Linked DNA regions of Ovis aries: region 2 is linked to region 1. Evidence: chromatin contacts called from public Hi-C data. All regions are on one chromosome and are shown on one strand. The core of a region is the stretch at or near the end of the contact, and the rest is flanking DNA. Distances in the headings are between cores, read along the strand shown.

Region 1 (7,558 bases), core at 2,232-4,731:
GATAGCAGACGTCACACCAGTGAAGGAGGGAGGGTCAAGGCAACCCTTCACAAGCCAGAGCCAGATGCTGAACAGAGTTACCAGCCTGCTGCTCAGCGTGATCCTCACCCTTTCTTAAGCCTTTTTCTTTTTCTGTGATACAAGTTATCTCCTATCAAGTCTTCCTGGTTGACTTTTTCAGTTGAATTCAATTTATATGAGATTTTTTTTAGTTCACGTTTATCATTATTAGGTTACAAGTAATTCTCATGAAAGTGTTGATTAAAGTTTAAAAAGATTAGCTTCCCACCCCACTGACTGGCATTCTCCCAGGGCCTGCCTGCAATTTCATCCAGACTTGGTCATTACCTGGAGGCCCTGGGAGAAGCCTGGGAGCCACATGTGGGCAGAGAGGGGTCCTGGCACCTGGACAGCTGGTCTGCACAGAGAGGGAGCCTCTGTCCACAAGGCGATGGGAGAGAGTCCACTCGGGGCCGGAGTTGGACCATGGACTCCCGATGAGATGTGACAAGGGCTCCGTGGAAGCAAAGATGCGCAGGCAGTTCAGGAACCAGAGGAGGAGGTCGGGGCCAACCCTGGAAGGGCAGACAGCGTGGCAGAGGCAGCCCAAGAGCAGAGGCCAGAGGGTGTAGGAGAGGATTCCAGGAAGGACGCTGGCTGTGACACTGCGCTGCTGAAGAGGGTCAAGAGGGGTGACGTGTAGAGGGGTGATCCTGCTTGATCCCTGGAGGAGCTATGCACTGGGTGGGGTGAGCCCTGCCCTGCCCTCCCCTCCCCTGAGGCCCTGGCTCCCCGCTGGCTTGCTCACAACCACAGCTATTTTAACAAGGCTCTCAGTGTAACCCTGAGACCAAATGACCTATTTTAGGCTCTCTGGCAGCAGACTCAGAGCCTGCAGCCTTGGCTTCCACGGGGGAAAGCCAGCAGTGCCCCGGGACTGCCCAGCTGGCTCAGGCTGGGGACCTTCCCTGGAAAGTCTCTTTGAGAAAGAGTGTGATCAGACAGAGGCTGGAACAGGCTGGGGGAGCCAGCATGCCAACGCCAAGAAGAGGGCAAGAACAGCTCCAGGGCAAGAGAAAGGATGCGGGCTTCCTTAACACAAGGGGCCATGTCTCGATGGGGTCTCTCCAGCTCCGGGACGGCCAGATGAGGGTCCACAGGAGCATGGCTGGAAGATGGCAGGTCTGCAGGTGAATGGCCACAAGGAGGATTCTGCCAAGTGAGCTGGGGGCCTGGAACTGGCACTGGCCAGGCGTTCATCCTGGAAGCAGCTCTGGGTCAGGGAGAGACCCAGAGCTTAGAGCGAACACGTTTAAAGGGGCCTGGAGGTGAAGTCCAGAAAACAGCACCAGGAAACCCTTCCAACTTTTTGATGCCCTCTTGAAATGCCATGCTAACCACCTCCATCACACCTGCCCCTCCGGTAAAACACTGTTATGCTTGGAAACACACATGGCCTGTAAGCCACATCTAGAACCACATGACAGGAACCACACAACTGATTCTATGGCCTTGAGCATCTCACTCAACATCTCAGGGTCTGTTTTTCCATTAGGAAAGTGGGGCTGTGATCACCCCTGCCTCACAGGCCTGTTGGGAGGATTCCCTGGGATAACTTTAATGTGCTACTTGACACAGAACCTGACACACAGTAGGAGCTCAAGAAATTAATTAATTAATAATTATTTATTTATTTATAAAATTATTAATTAATTAAAGCAAAGATGAGAATCACATGTCCAACAGTAAAGGATCAGTCAAAAAATGATGGCACAGCCACATGGCTGCATATCATGTGATTGCTAAATTGCTTTCTCGAAAATTAAGGCCATGGTAAAATTCTCGTAGGGCTTCCCAGGTGGCTTGATGGCAAACAATCTGCCTGCCATGCAGGAGTCATGGGTTCAATCCCTGGGTCAGGAAGATGCCCTGGAGAAGGAAATGGCCACACACTCCAGTATTCTTGCCTGGAGAATTTCATGGACAGAGAAGCCTGGCAGGCTACAGTCCAGGGGGTTGCAAAAGAGTCAAACATGACTTAGTGACTAAACAACAAAATTATCCTAAGTAAAAAAAAATGGAAGCTAAAATGGATATCATAATGTTTACATTGTATGGAAATCCATTACAACTTTGTAATGGAAATTCATGCATATTTTTTTAAAAAAGCCTGCTGGTTAACTAATGCAAGGTAATGCGTTCAGCTATTTGCAGTCAATCCTTTAGGCGCCTCTGCTGTTTCTATCTTTCCCAACCACTTTCAGTGATGAGTATGCATTCTTTCACAGCCAGGAAAAATTATCAATATATGGTACAGACTGAACAGCACTGACAACAAGCAAGGAACGAACTCAGCATTCTGTTGAGCCTGCTTCCGGAAGCTACAGCTCTCTGTCCCCCAGCCTACAGCTGGGCCTTCTCAGCAAAGTGATCTTCCCAGAGAAGCACTGGTTGCCTTTGGTTCAAACTCAGCTGTCGGGTCTGCTCGGCCACCATGGGGACCAGGAGACAGCGCTTCACGTTTCTGCCTTTCTGGGGACTCTGAGCTTCCAGACCCAGAGGGCAGTCTATTCATTCACCCAAGAACATGCTGGGGGCCTGGGGGGCCAAGCCCCACAAATGCGAAGAGGGAAACCACAGGAGCTCAGAGCTGGTCCGGAGCTGGACCAGGTAACAGCGTGCGGAGCAGCACAGCTGAGGTGCTAGTGTGCGGTGGGGACCACAGGAGGGCCTGGCCCAGCCTGAGGGGGGCAGGGGAGGGGGCGAGTCAGCACTGGGCTCCTGGCCATCGAGAGGCACATGCGGGGACAGGAAGGCATGAATGCACAAGGCTTGAGACGGGAGCAGAAATCCACTCAGTGTGGCTGTTTATGGAGTATGAGGTCCTGGTGTCTGGGACGGAGGTGGGGGAGGTAGGTGGAGGGGGGCGAGGGCCGGGGAGGTAGGTGGGGGGGGGGGGGGGGGGGGGGAGGTAGTAGGGGCAGGGGGTCCCACACATCATGGCTAAGGGGTTTGGATTGTATCCTCAAGGCAGTAGGAAGCCACTGAGAGACTTCGAGGGTGGTCTCGGATTAGCAGAGGCCAGGCAGGTCCATCCCCGTTTCAGTACAGGGTAGCAGGGGCAACTGGCAGCCTCTGCTGGAACCAGTCGATGAGGCCGTAAGGTGCAGGCCTGTGCACTAGGGTCTCCAGCAGCTGTCTGCACCCAGCAGGTACTGAAGACACGTTCACCGAGGGAAGGATGGGATCTGGGGCTGGGGGGAGCAATGCCCAGCCTGCTCTCTTCCCTGGGTCTGGGGAGGGCAAGCAGTGCTCCTGATACCAGACCCCTCCAGCCCCAGAGGAGAAGCATAGGCAGGTCTAAGGTGGTGGGCAGGACCCTAGGATGCTAACCGGTGATGGGGCGGCCCAGGCCCCCTACCGAGGGCAGCTGGTACAGCAGAGGTAAGAGCTGCAAGGGCTCCCAGGAGCAGAGCGAGGGCATCTGCTGAGAGACAGTGCCACCTAGTGGCAGGAGGCGCGCACACCAGACTTCTCTGGGACTGCCCTGCCCACCACCCCAAATGCTCCTAGGCCTTTCTGGGCTTTTCATGCTGGTGTCCTGAGCAATGGAAGCAATGATCTTGGGCTTTTGCCACCTGGGCTGCACCTGAGCCTCTGAGAGCAACAGGCCCTGTGGCATCAGCTGAGGGCAGCTCTGCTGAAGAAAGTGGACAAGCTAGAATGTTATTCGAGCCCCACGTGGCCCAACGGCGTGGCCAGAAATGTAGGGTCCTGTTCTCATGCTTGAACCTCCACAGTGGAAGAGATAAAGGAAATACAGTGTGCTCCGGAAGCTCTTCCAGGCACTGCTGACCCCTCCCCCCTTCCAACTCACACTCCAGGGAATTCTCCTTCAGGCCCTTCTGCAGCCTGTTTTCTCAGTGGTTCAGGTCAGAGGTGACCGTGGGAGGAGGGGCAGACTGAAGGACACCCCAGCAGCAGAGAACCATCTCCCCAGATAATCTCCCCCGGCTCCAGGTTTAGTCCCAGGAGTCTGTTCCTGGGAGAGAGAAGTACCCAAGGCCAGCCTGGCTGTGTGCGGACGCCCCAAACCCGGGAGGGTTCGGATTCCAGCACCACAAATTCACAGCCACACGCCCACAGCTCACTCCTGACTGCTCAGCAGTTTCAGGCCAGGTAAGGTCACCGTGACTGCCTTAAATAACTCAACAGAGTTTGTTTCCAATTGTTGGTTTAGCCAAGCAAGATAAAAAGTACTTTTTAAAACCTCCCCTTTAAACAACAAGGTCCTACTCTTTAGTGCAGAGCTATATTCAGTACCCTATGATAAACCATAATGGAAAACTATATTAAAAAAAGAATGCATATATGTACATAACTGAATCACTTTGCTGTACAGGAGGAAATAATGCAACATTGTAAATCAACTATACTTCAATTTTTAAAAGAGAAAGAAAGAAAAGAAAGAAAACTAGAAAACCAAAAATAAAAGTTCAGAGACTTAAAAAAACACTTCCCCTTATTGTCAAAAAAAAAAAAAAAAGTACATGCAACGTTAAAAAATTAGTTTTAGCAAAAAGTGTTTGACGCAGAAACTCAAGGTGCCTTATATGGTCCCACCCTCTATCAAAATTTTCTATGAACAACCTGCTAAATATTCTTTCCGCTACTTCTGTTCTATGCATGAGTATGTGGATATGGGCGGGGGCAGGGGAGTACATGTGGTAGTGTTTTCTACACTGACATACAGTTTTATAGCTTCTTTTGATTTTTCCCATTAACAGCATTCTTCTAGAGGTAGTCTTAGAACCAGAGCTCAAAGTCAGGTTAGCCCAAGACCAGGCTGGCAGAAAATGTGAAGCCCCAGGAACTCAGAAAGGAGGAAGGTTTCAGAAGGGAAGAGGGACCCACACTAAAACCCAGATCAGTCCCAGAAAAGAAAAGGCCTCTCCCACAAGAGATATCCCAGGACAGGGGCAGGGACACACCCCTCATCTCCTCTCCCAGCGGTGGCTGACAGTGCAGCTGGTGTGGAACAGGCTGTGGCATGAGTGTGGCCGGGGCGAGCGGCCGACCCGGGAGCTGTTGGAGCCGCTGGAACACCCTGTACATTTCTGCTGAGCTGGGTGCACAGGCCGGGTCACACCCAGCGTCAGAGCTCGGGAACCGGGCCCTGTGCCAGGGCAGAGCCCTGCCTGTGACATCCAGGGGAACAAGGGCAGCCTCAAGAAAAGCTGGCCTGTGTGCCAGAGTGGCTCTCCTCCCTGGCCTTGGGGGTCAGCAAACACGCCCACCAGGGCCCAGCTCCTGGGAGCCTGCTCACACCAGGCAGGCTCCTGGCTGCATGATTTCATAGCCAATAATTCCAAGCCAGTGTAAGAAGAACAAAAGGAAAGGACTGAATGAAGATGGTGGGCAGGGTCCTGGGCTCCAGGGCAGAGTGGAACCCAGCCCTGCAGTCTAGCTGCAGGTTTGCATTCTGGGCCCTCCCAGTAACTGGCAGCATGAACTGGCTGCAGTGGCTTACTGCTCCTGAACTCCAGTTTTCTTGCCTGCTAAGTAGAAGTAACACAGCTGGTAGCTCTTTAGGTTAAATGTAATGACGTGTATCAAGCACTCAGCCTGAGCCTGCTAGACAACAATCACTCAGTGTTACCCACTACTATCATTACCGCTGGCTGAGGGTGCTCAAGAGAGAAGTAACTCCCTCAGGCACACAGAGACCTGCAGGGCCACTGGGGCCACCCCCCGGGGCACAGCCAGGAACACAGCAGCCACCCTAAAGCTTGTGACCAGGCCAGGCCGCTGCACACAAGGGTGGTTTTCTTGTCCTGAACAGGGTGGACAGGGGTCAGGCAAAGGCTAAAGACATGCAACCACAAGAGCCTCTGCAGTTACAGGGCCCCCAGATACCTCCACTTCTTCCTCCGCCAGGCCCAAAAGGGATTTCCCCCACCCATTACCTGATTGGGTCCTTGGCTCCCACCTGGGGAAAAAGGGACCAGCCCAGAGGCTGAGGAGGCGCCCCAGACTCCACGCTTAGAGGCTGCCGCCATCCAGGGTTAGCTGTGTGGGTGGGGGGAGCTTCAGCCCCTCGTCTGCCCCGAACCTCTCCCTCTCTCTCGGGGATCACCCGTCTGCAAGGGCTGGAGCTATGCATTCTAAAGGAACCACTGCTTGTTGCCCCTGGGAAGGGCATGCAGGCCCTTACTCACCCTGGTCGATGGACTCACCCTGGTCGATGGAGTGCTGGGGCAGCTGGCTGAGCTGGCTGTTGACCACCCCCGCGTAGGTGCGAAGGAACTCCTCCTCGCTGGCCGTCAGCTGCAAGGATGAGAGAGCCGGGTGAGAGGCGGCTCACAACTGCCCCTGGAGGCACCTGCTCAGACTGGCTTCATCCCCAAGGGGTGCCTCCTTTTCCTCTCCCTCGGCCTCTATTCTTGAGATGTGACCTTGCCATCCCAGGGTGAGATTCTGACCCCTCTGCTCCCACCCCTGAAGCTTGGACCATTGGGCCCACAGGGCTTGCCACTGGGATTAGATCTGGAACAGGGATTCCAGCGTAGGGCAGGCCAGGCTCGGAGAGCCCCCCTGCCCTCTCGGGTGATCCTGTCCCCTGGAAAAGAAGGCTCTTGGGAGAGGGGAGGAAAGGAAGGTCAGGGCCTTTAGAAAACCTCACCCGCCTGGCCCAAGCTTGGCATAGGGGGTAGGAAGACTGTCCTGCAGGGCCGGCAGGACTAGACATGCTGGTGTCTGTGCCCGGGAGCCTGAATCGGCCACAGCCTAAGCAGAGCCCCCGCAACCCACTCCCCAGACCATGGCTACGGAAGGTGGCTGTGGCCCTCTGGCTGCCTGCGGCAGGCGCCCTCCCCAGGGGCCCTGCTGCCTGACGCCCTGCAGGCACTCACGTTGGAGCCCATCTTCCGCAGCATGAGCAGCACTCGGACCTTCTGCTGAATGTACACCTCCTCCGGACTCTTCCCGGGGGCCCCCTCGCGGTTCATCCCCTGGCCAGCTCTGGGGACTGCTGCGGAGTGAGAAGCACGGGGGCAGGGGACGGTGTCAGGACGACACAGACCTGCACGTGGGCAGGAGGTGTCAGGCAGCCCACGATGCCTCAGGGGCTCGTTTCTGAGAGCCCGGCGTGGAGGCGAATTGCCGGTCCCTCCCTCAACCCTGCTGGCCCAACAGCCAGCCCGAGCAGCTACCCGCCCTCACCCCACCACTCCTCGCAGCAGGCGCTGGTGGCCAGTCCCTTCTGTGCATGGTGCTGCTGGGCCCCCGGGGGCTGAGCTGACCCAGACTCCTGGCCAGCATCCCCTTCTAGTCGCCCCCTCAGCCAGGCTCCTGCTAGGACAAGCCCAGGGGATATGCTGCACAAAACCCCAAGTGTCCCCAGCTCTCAAAGCAGGCAGCTTCCATGAGGAGCAACGTGACACAATCAAGGCAGCTGACTGGGGCCTGTAGCTGGAGAAGCCGTGGGATCAGTACCCAGCCCCCAGACACCAAGACAGCTCCCTCTGCATAAGTCTCTGACGTTCGAGAGGCCGGCTCC
Region 2 (7,558 bases), core at 3,529-6,028, 76 kb before region 1:
CAATTACACAAACACTAACAACTTATATCAGGGGCCACACAGCATGCAATACCTAAAAAGTTAGATAAATCTTACATTTAATAATTTCACAATTAAAATGGTGTTTTTATTCCCCCAGTAGTAAATCCACATATCAAAATTAAAAAATAATAAAAATGAACCTATCTTCAATTGTGAGGATAATAAATATTTTTGAAAAGAGAATTTACCATAAGGATCTATACTGTGCCCACCAAAAATAATGTATCTGAACTTAAAACAAAATTCACATTTTACTTAGGTTGAAATAAACTATATCCCCTGGAGAAAGGAAAGGCTACCCACTCCAGTATTCTGGCCTGGAGAATTCCATGGACTGTATAGTCTATGGGGTCACAAAGAGTTGGACACAACTGAGGGACTTTCATTTTCAAACTATACAAAATTGATTTTCTTCACCAAAACTAAGAGCAATATTTTCTGTATTATTCCTACACACACCACAAAACACTTATTTTTGTAGGTTTTCTAGGTGTTGCTTAATACATTGAGTTTTAATAAATGACACAATAAAATTAAATTCAACAAGAAAAAAGTGACATGTAAAATGACTTCAAAGTTAGTACTCAATGTACATTCACTTCCTACTTCCCGTCCTCTGTCACTCTCTGTGCTGCCTAACACAGCATCACAGTTAAGAGCCACCCTGCCCGACTTGGAATCTGGCCTCTCACACATCTAAGCCGTGTGACCCAGAGCTGGTAAGTTAGCAGCTCTGTGCTTCAGCTTCCTCTCTTTAAAGAGGGGTGACAAGAAGTATACTTACCTAAAAAGGCTGTTGAGGATTAAACACAAATGCATATTTGTACAGTACTTACAACAGTGCCCAGGACACTGAATGCTTTATAAGGGTTATGCATCATGAGTGATATAACGGGACAGAGCTCCACCAAAAACAGGACTGGGTACAGCTGAGAATTTGTAAAGAGAGGCCTGGGGGAGTAGATGCCAGAACTCCTGACTGCAATTGCTTCTCAAAATCAATCAGATGTCAGAGACATGCAAGTACCCTCAGGAACATAAGCTAGATGACCCTAGTAAGGTTAATGACAAGGCCCCGAAACGTCACACCCACAAGGAGGAACTGTATATAATAAACAAAGGTGTTGCATGCAAAGTGTGTGTAAATATATCTATGCAAATACTCAAAAATTTAGTGATGCCCAGAGGAAACCACAGGCAATGCTAAAAATGATTTTAAATCAGGGGAGGGGAGAACAACCAAAAAAAAAAAAATCACCTTGGCTACCAGACAGAGACTGTGTGTGTCTTCCTAGCACAGGGCACTTCCTCTACCATGCATCTAATTGGATTTCTCTCTAAAAACCAATAAACAAGTAAAACTAATCAAGAAGGTCTGTCCCTACCACTGACTCAATAGCACAAGCTGCTTCTCAGGTTACTCCACTGGAAATGGGATGTGGCACTTGAACAGAAAGAAGAGAAATTCAGTTTTTAAGTAGCTCTTCCGAGACACCCTTGCATTCATGTCTCCCATTTACCATAGTAAATTCAATGTACGGAATGATCTGTATGAGCCAATTGAATTTTTCTCATTTGTTTTGAGGCAAACAGAACAAACAGATTTTGTTCTGGAAAAACATCAGGCAAAAACCACTCTTTAAAAATTAACTTCACAACGTCTCTTTTGACTCTGAGGCAAAGAAAGGGAGAAGCAGCCTGTTCCTCCGCCTATTAAGGACGTGACCACGGCCTTGACGTAAAGCAAGAACAGTTCTGATTTGCAAAGTGCTGTTGGAAGCCATCGAGACAGCAGATCTTCAGAGCAACCCTCGACCTGTCCCAGTGAACACTGAGCTTACAATCTTATAAAGTAACTCATGCTGAAGATTTACTGAAAGTAACATCTAAGCCAAATGAAATCACTTATAAAAGACTGCTCAATATTCTCAACTAAGTCTCTTCGGGTAACTGAAATCTAGGTAGTGCAAGGAAAATCATGACCTGTAATCACGTATATCAGGGGCCCCCAGCTTCTGGAATCTGAAGCCTGATGATCTGAGGTGGAGCTGATGTAATAATAAAGTGTTCTATAAATATAATGCACTTGAATCATCCCCAAACCATCCCTTACCTCCTGCCACAGCCCATGGAAAAATTGTCTTCCATGGAACCTGGTCCCTGGTGCAAAAGGCTTAGAGACCACTGTTCCAGATCCTTGCTGCTCAGAGACCAGGAGCACCAGGAAATAGGTTAGAAAGGCAAGGTCGCAGGTGCCCCCAGAACCACTGTATCCAAGCCTGCATTTTAAGCACGATCCCGTGCTCTGCACAGACACAAAATCTTGAGATGCACTGATCTGGATGCTCTCTCACTGGTTACATCAAGACAAGGAACACAGCGATGCAATTAAATGTTCTGCCTTTCAACAAGTACAGGCTTTGCAAGGGCAGTCAGGTACCCCTGTGGTACGTGGGGGCTACACACAACCCTTAGCTATCAAGACATTCTCAGAAAGGCTCAGAAACAACCCAAATGGGACACATGAAATGCTTCCCAGACTCACGACAGGGAGTGAACAAAGACAGGCTGGTACCTGCGAAGCGCAAAGGAGCGTCTTTGTCCAGGGCGATGAGAGGGGGGTCGAGGAGCACGGTGCTGTCGCTCTCCGTAACTAAGCCATGATATGTGGGCTCCAGCCACGGCTTGTGCTTGTTGACTGTGTTTAGAAACAGAAGAAGGAGAAAGGACATAGGCCAGGTTAGGATCGTTATTTTCAACACCACCGCTTTTGAAAACATACATCCGTATCATTAACAATAAAACCCTCATGAGTCTGAAAGGCCACACTGCTATTTTTTGTGGCCAAGTCTGGTAACAAGACCCCAGTGGGATGAACTCCTAAAGAAATGCAGAAATTATCTGAGGCCAACCCCCAAAGCAACCAAAAATAAGAAATGAACTGCTCTAGAAACTGAAAGAAAGAAAAAAGATTGATGGTTATATGGACAGTTTCACAGACTAACTCATACCACCTCTGTTTCCAGCCGATCCTAGAAGAGTTACAAATAAAAATGTTATTTCTTGGATTAAAAGATACAAACTAAACAACAAGGCCCCACTGAATAGCACAGGGAACTGTACTCAAAATCTTGTAACAAATCATGGGTTTGCTGTTCAGTTGCTAAGTCATGCACCCCCATGAACTATAGCCCACCAAGCTTCCCTGTCCTTCACTATCTCCTGGAATTTGCTCAAGTTCCTGTCCACTGAGTCAGTGATGGGAAAGAATATGAAAAAGAATATACAGATATGATAAAGATATAAAGATAAAGAATAAAGATAATGTATATGTGTATATGAGAGAGAGAGAGAATATATATACAAAACCCCTCAGACTGTAGCCCACCAGGATCCTCTGTCCATGGAATTCTTCAGACAAGAATCCTGGGATAGGTAGCCATTCCCTCCTTCAGGGGATCTTCCTGACCTAGGGATTAAACTCGGGTCTCCCAAACTGCGTGCGTGCTAAATCAAGCAGATTCTTTACCATCTGAGCCACCAGGGAAGCCTACATTTAAGAGTATATACTTAAATATATACATATATTTTTAAAGACAGAATCACTTTGCTGTATACCAGAAACACATTATAAATCAACTATACCTCCAAAAAAACAACTATTTTTTAAAGAGATACAAACCGCTACATATGAAATACAGAAGCAACAAAGGTAGACTGTATAGCAGAGAAATACAGCCATTATTTGAAAATAACTTTAAACAAATGTAACCTATAAATACACTGAATCACTCTATCTTACACCTGAAACATAATATTGTAAATCAACTATACTTCAATTTTTAAAATGTTATTTCTTTATGATAATAACAGTATTACTTATTTAAAATTAGCATTACAAAAAGAAATGTAAAACAAATGGGTGAAACAAGATTTATGAATATAAAATTACAAATATAATGAATTAAAAGAAAATGATACGCAAAATTCCTGAAAAATCTGACTGAAAACAGTGATCAAGAAAAACCTGTTTTAAAAAATAATAATAATCTGCTCTGGGATCAGGACAGCCTGGACCCAGAGCCCAGCGGCCCTCTGTAATGTGCTGTGTGACCTGGAACACGAACCTGATCTCCTGATCTCAATCCCCTTTTTGGAATGTCTGCTTTTGGCTGCCCTGGGTCCTCACTGGTCCATGCGGACTCTCTCTGGTTGTGGCACTCGGGCTCACTGCAGTGGCTTCTCTTGCTGCAGAGAACAGGCTCCAGGCACAAGGGCCTCAGTACTTGCAGCACAGCGGCTCAGGAGTTGCGGCGCACGAGTCTAGTTGCTCTGAGGCATGTGGAATCTCCCTAGACCAAGGATCAAACCCATGTCCCCTGCATTGGTAGGTGGATTCTCATCCAGCGCACCACCAGGGAAGTCCTCAATTTCCTCTTTAGTGAAGCCTGGACCCCCATCCCCAACAACCCACAGGGCTGTGGTGGACAACTGGAGAAGTGATTGTTTTTCCTTCTCAGTTGGGTACTAGCACTGCTCCTTTCGTGTTTAGGTTAAGAACATCTGCTCTGACAGCCCGCTGATCTGCGAAAATGAATTTGTGGTTTCTGTCCATTTCGTTTTTCCCCAGCTGTGGCCCCCAGAGAGTCTGTGCTGAGACTTTCCTCTGGTTGAGGCCACCAAGCCCCTCCCTGGGTTCCTCTCTCCACCAGCCTATTTTGAGCTCCTCTCACAGTTAGAACCTTTCCATTTCCCTATTTTCGCCTTCTGAGTATTCACATTATAACCTCAGGATATAGATTAACCATGGAATGACTCATGAAGCTGATCTGATTAAAAGGAATGTTGTTGTTGTTCAGCCACTAAGTCATGTCTGACTCTGCCACCCCGTGGACTGCAGCCCACAAGGCTTCCCTGTTCTTCACTACATCACATTCATGTCCATTGAGTCAGTGATGGGGAAACAATGGAAACAGTGAGATGTTTCACTTTATTTGGGAGGGGGCTCCAAAATCACTGCAGATGGTGACTGCAGCCACGAAATTAAAAGATGCTTGTTCCTGGAAGAAAAGCTATGACCAACCTAGACAGCAGAGACATTAACTACTTTGCCAACAAAGGTCCATCTAGTCAAAGCTATGGTTTTTCCAGTAGTTGCGTATGGATGTGAGAGCTGGGACTACAAAGAAAGCTAAGCGTTGAAGAATTTATGCTTTTGAACCATGGTGTTGGAGAAGACTCTTGAGAGTCCCTTGGACTGCAAGGATATCAAACCAATCAATCCTAAAAGAAATTAGTTCTGAATATTCATTGGAAGGACTGATGCTGAAGCTGAAACTTTGGCCACCTCATGCGAAGAGCTGCTCACTGGAAAAGGCCCTGATGCTGGGAAAGATTGAAGGTGGGAAGAGAAGGGGACAACAGAGAATGAGATGGTTGGATAGCATCACTGACTCAACGTACATGAGTTTGAGCAAGCTCTGGGAGGTGGTGATGGATACTGAAGAGTGCTGCAGTACATGAGGTTGCAAAGAATCGGACACGACTGAACGACTGAACTGAACTGAGTCAGTGATACCATCCAACCATCTCATCCTCTGTCATCCCCTTCTCCTCCTGCCTTCAATCTTTCCCAGCATCAGGGTCTTTTCTAATGAGCTGGCTCTTCACATCAAGTGGGCCAAAGTACTGGAGCTTCAGCTTTAGCATCAGTCCTTCCAATGAATATTCAGGGTTGATTTCCTTTAAGATTCACTGGTTATTAAACTTTATTTCCACATAGTTGGGGCCTATTTCTTGAATGAACTACCCAGATTCTCTTTGGGCAGTCAACCAGAAGTGACTGAAACTAAATTTGACTGTTTAACTGTTTTTCATGCTGTTGTGACCGTGATGTGGTCCTACTTTTTTTGTTTCAACCATGATGGGACGAGGGGAGACGGTGAGGATCAGAAGCACCTGAGCCCCACTTGCACTAACTCCCACATGACCTACTGAAGAAGCAGAGTGCTCACATGTGAAATTCCAAAGGAGCAGGCCTGTGTCTGCGAGGGGGAGGATGAGCGACCCGCTCTCTCCTTAATGACGCCTCCACCTGACATTTTATACAGGCTGCACCCAAACCAACAGCAAGTTTCCTGCTTTCACTTTCAAAGCAAACCCAGACCCACAGGGAGTTGGCTAAAGGGTATAGAGGGTTTTGGTTTTGCAACGAAAAGAGTTCCAGCGGTTGACTGCACAACAGTGTGAATGAATGAACCCAATACCACTGACTCCAACACTTAAAAATGGTGAGGACGGGAAATTTTATGTTATGGGTATTTTACCACATTAAAAAAAATTCCACACCCACAAAATAAACCCAGATGTAGCCCTTTCTTATCCCCTGTGCTGTCCACTGAATAGTGAAGTGAAACAGTCATGTCCGACTCTTGTGACCCCATGGACTGTAGCCCGCAAGCTTCCTCTGTCCATGGGATTCTCCAGGCAAGAATACTGGAGTGGGTTGCCATTTCCTTCTCCAGAGTATCGTCCTGATCCAGGAATCGAACCCATGTCTTCTGTATTGCAGGCAGATTCTTTACCGACTGAGCTAGGAGGGAAGCTGTCCACTGAGAGCTATTACAAAAGCCCAGTAATGGCCTCCTCCCCATCTCTTGCACTGACTCGTCCCACAGCAGCTGGCGTACTGCTGTGATCATGGGGGTGGCTCAGAGCCTGCACTCTCAGAACCCATCTACACCAAAGGTCCTGAGGACCCGAACAACTCTGCCTTAGGAGGGCTCGTCTATCTATCAGTAACAATAATAATAATCAGTGCTGAAAATTAAAACCAAAGAAAAGCGTTAGTACTGATATTTATTAATTCATTTTCAAAAACAAAGCCACTGTGAATTGAAATAATATATTAATGAAAATAGATATATATTTTAAAACAGAGTTTACTAGGAAGACTGGCAATGCTTTACATTCTGCAAATCCTTTCATGGCCCGGCTTAGCAGAAGACAGCTGGGTTCTCACCTCCACTCCTGCAGCCGACTGGCTGCATTACGATGTGTCACGCAGCCTCTAGGAAACTTCAATGTGCATTCATGATAAAATGAGGCAAAAGCAAGTGATGTCTTAATATAATTAAAACAGCTTTGACCTCTCGGATGCCCTGACAAGGTCTCTTGCCTCTGGCCTCTGTTGAAGCATTTCCTCCTCCAGCGCCAAAGACTCTGAGTGCTGGAAATAAAGAGTCCCCATAACAACGACCAGAGACCTGGAGTGCCAAAACTAAGACTCAGTGCAGCCAAAAAAAAAAAAGAGATTCCCCTCTCCAATTAAGACAGAGCCCGCTGCTCTGCCCCCCACCCCCACTTCCTCTTTCTTTCCTCTGCTACTCCTCCTGACCACAAGCAGTCAGCCTAGGACCTGGGGCAGGCTACTTGGCTTCCCTGGGCCTCAGTTTCCCCATCTTTAAAATGGGGACAGCAACAGCATCCACCTCTGAGATTCCCACGTGATCTAACCCGTCCCATGTAAAATGCTCAG

Evidence for each region. Hi-C and Micro-C count contacts between places; a contact is called where the count stands out from the background.
Region 2: a Hi-C map of retroperitoneal adipose tissue shows a contact between it and region 1, with 3 times the contacts expected there. The contact joins two enhancer-like sites. A contact is called at or near these places in 13 of 16 Hi-C or Micro-C datasets (blood, hypothalamus, liver and 7 more).

The regions. Positions count from the first base shown.
Region 1 is chr12:42,918,469-42,926,026 of ARS-UI_Ramb_v3.0, reverse strand. It overlaps CTNNBIP1 (catenin beta interacting protein 1), which reads right to left. Exons shown (of 6, transcript XM_060396503.1): 3 at 6,912-7,081; 4 at 6,237-6,327. The coding sequence starts at 7,007. Among named protein-coding and RNA genes, the nearest start is that of CTNNBIP1, 32 kb to the right of the region's middle. Within about 2 kb of position 3,481, at least 17 of the 54 cell types and tissues checked have an H3K27ac peak or open chromatin away from gene starts, as enhancers often do.
Region 2 is chr12:42,995,766-43,003,323 of ARS-UI_Ramb_v3.0, reverse strand. CLSTN1 (calsyntenin 1) reads right to left here. Exons shown (of 17, transcript XM_027975662.3): 2 at 2,597-2,719. Among named protein-coding and RNA genes, the nearest start is that of CLSTN1, 34 kb to the right of the region's middle. Within about 2 kb of position 4,778, at least 7 of the 54 cell types and tissues checked have an H3K27ac peak or open chromatin away from gene starts, as enhancers often do.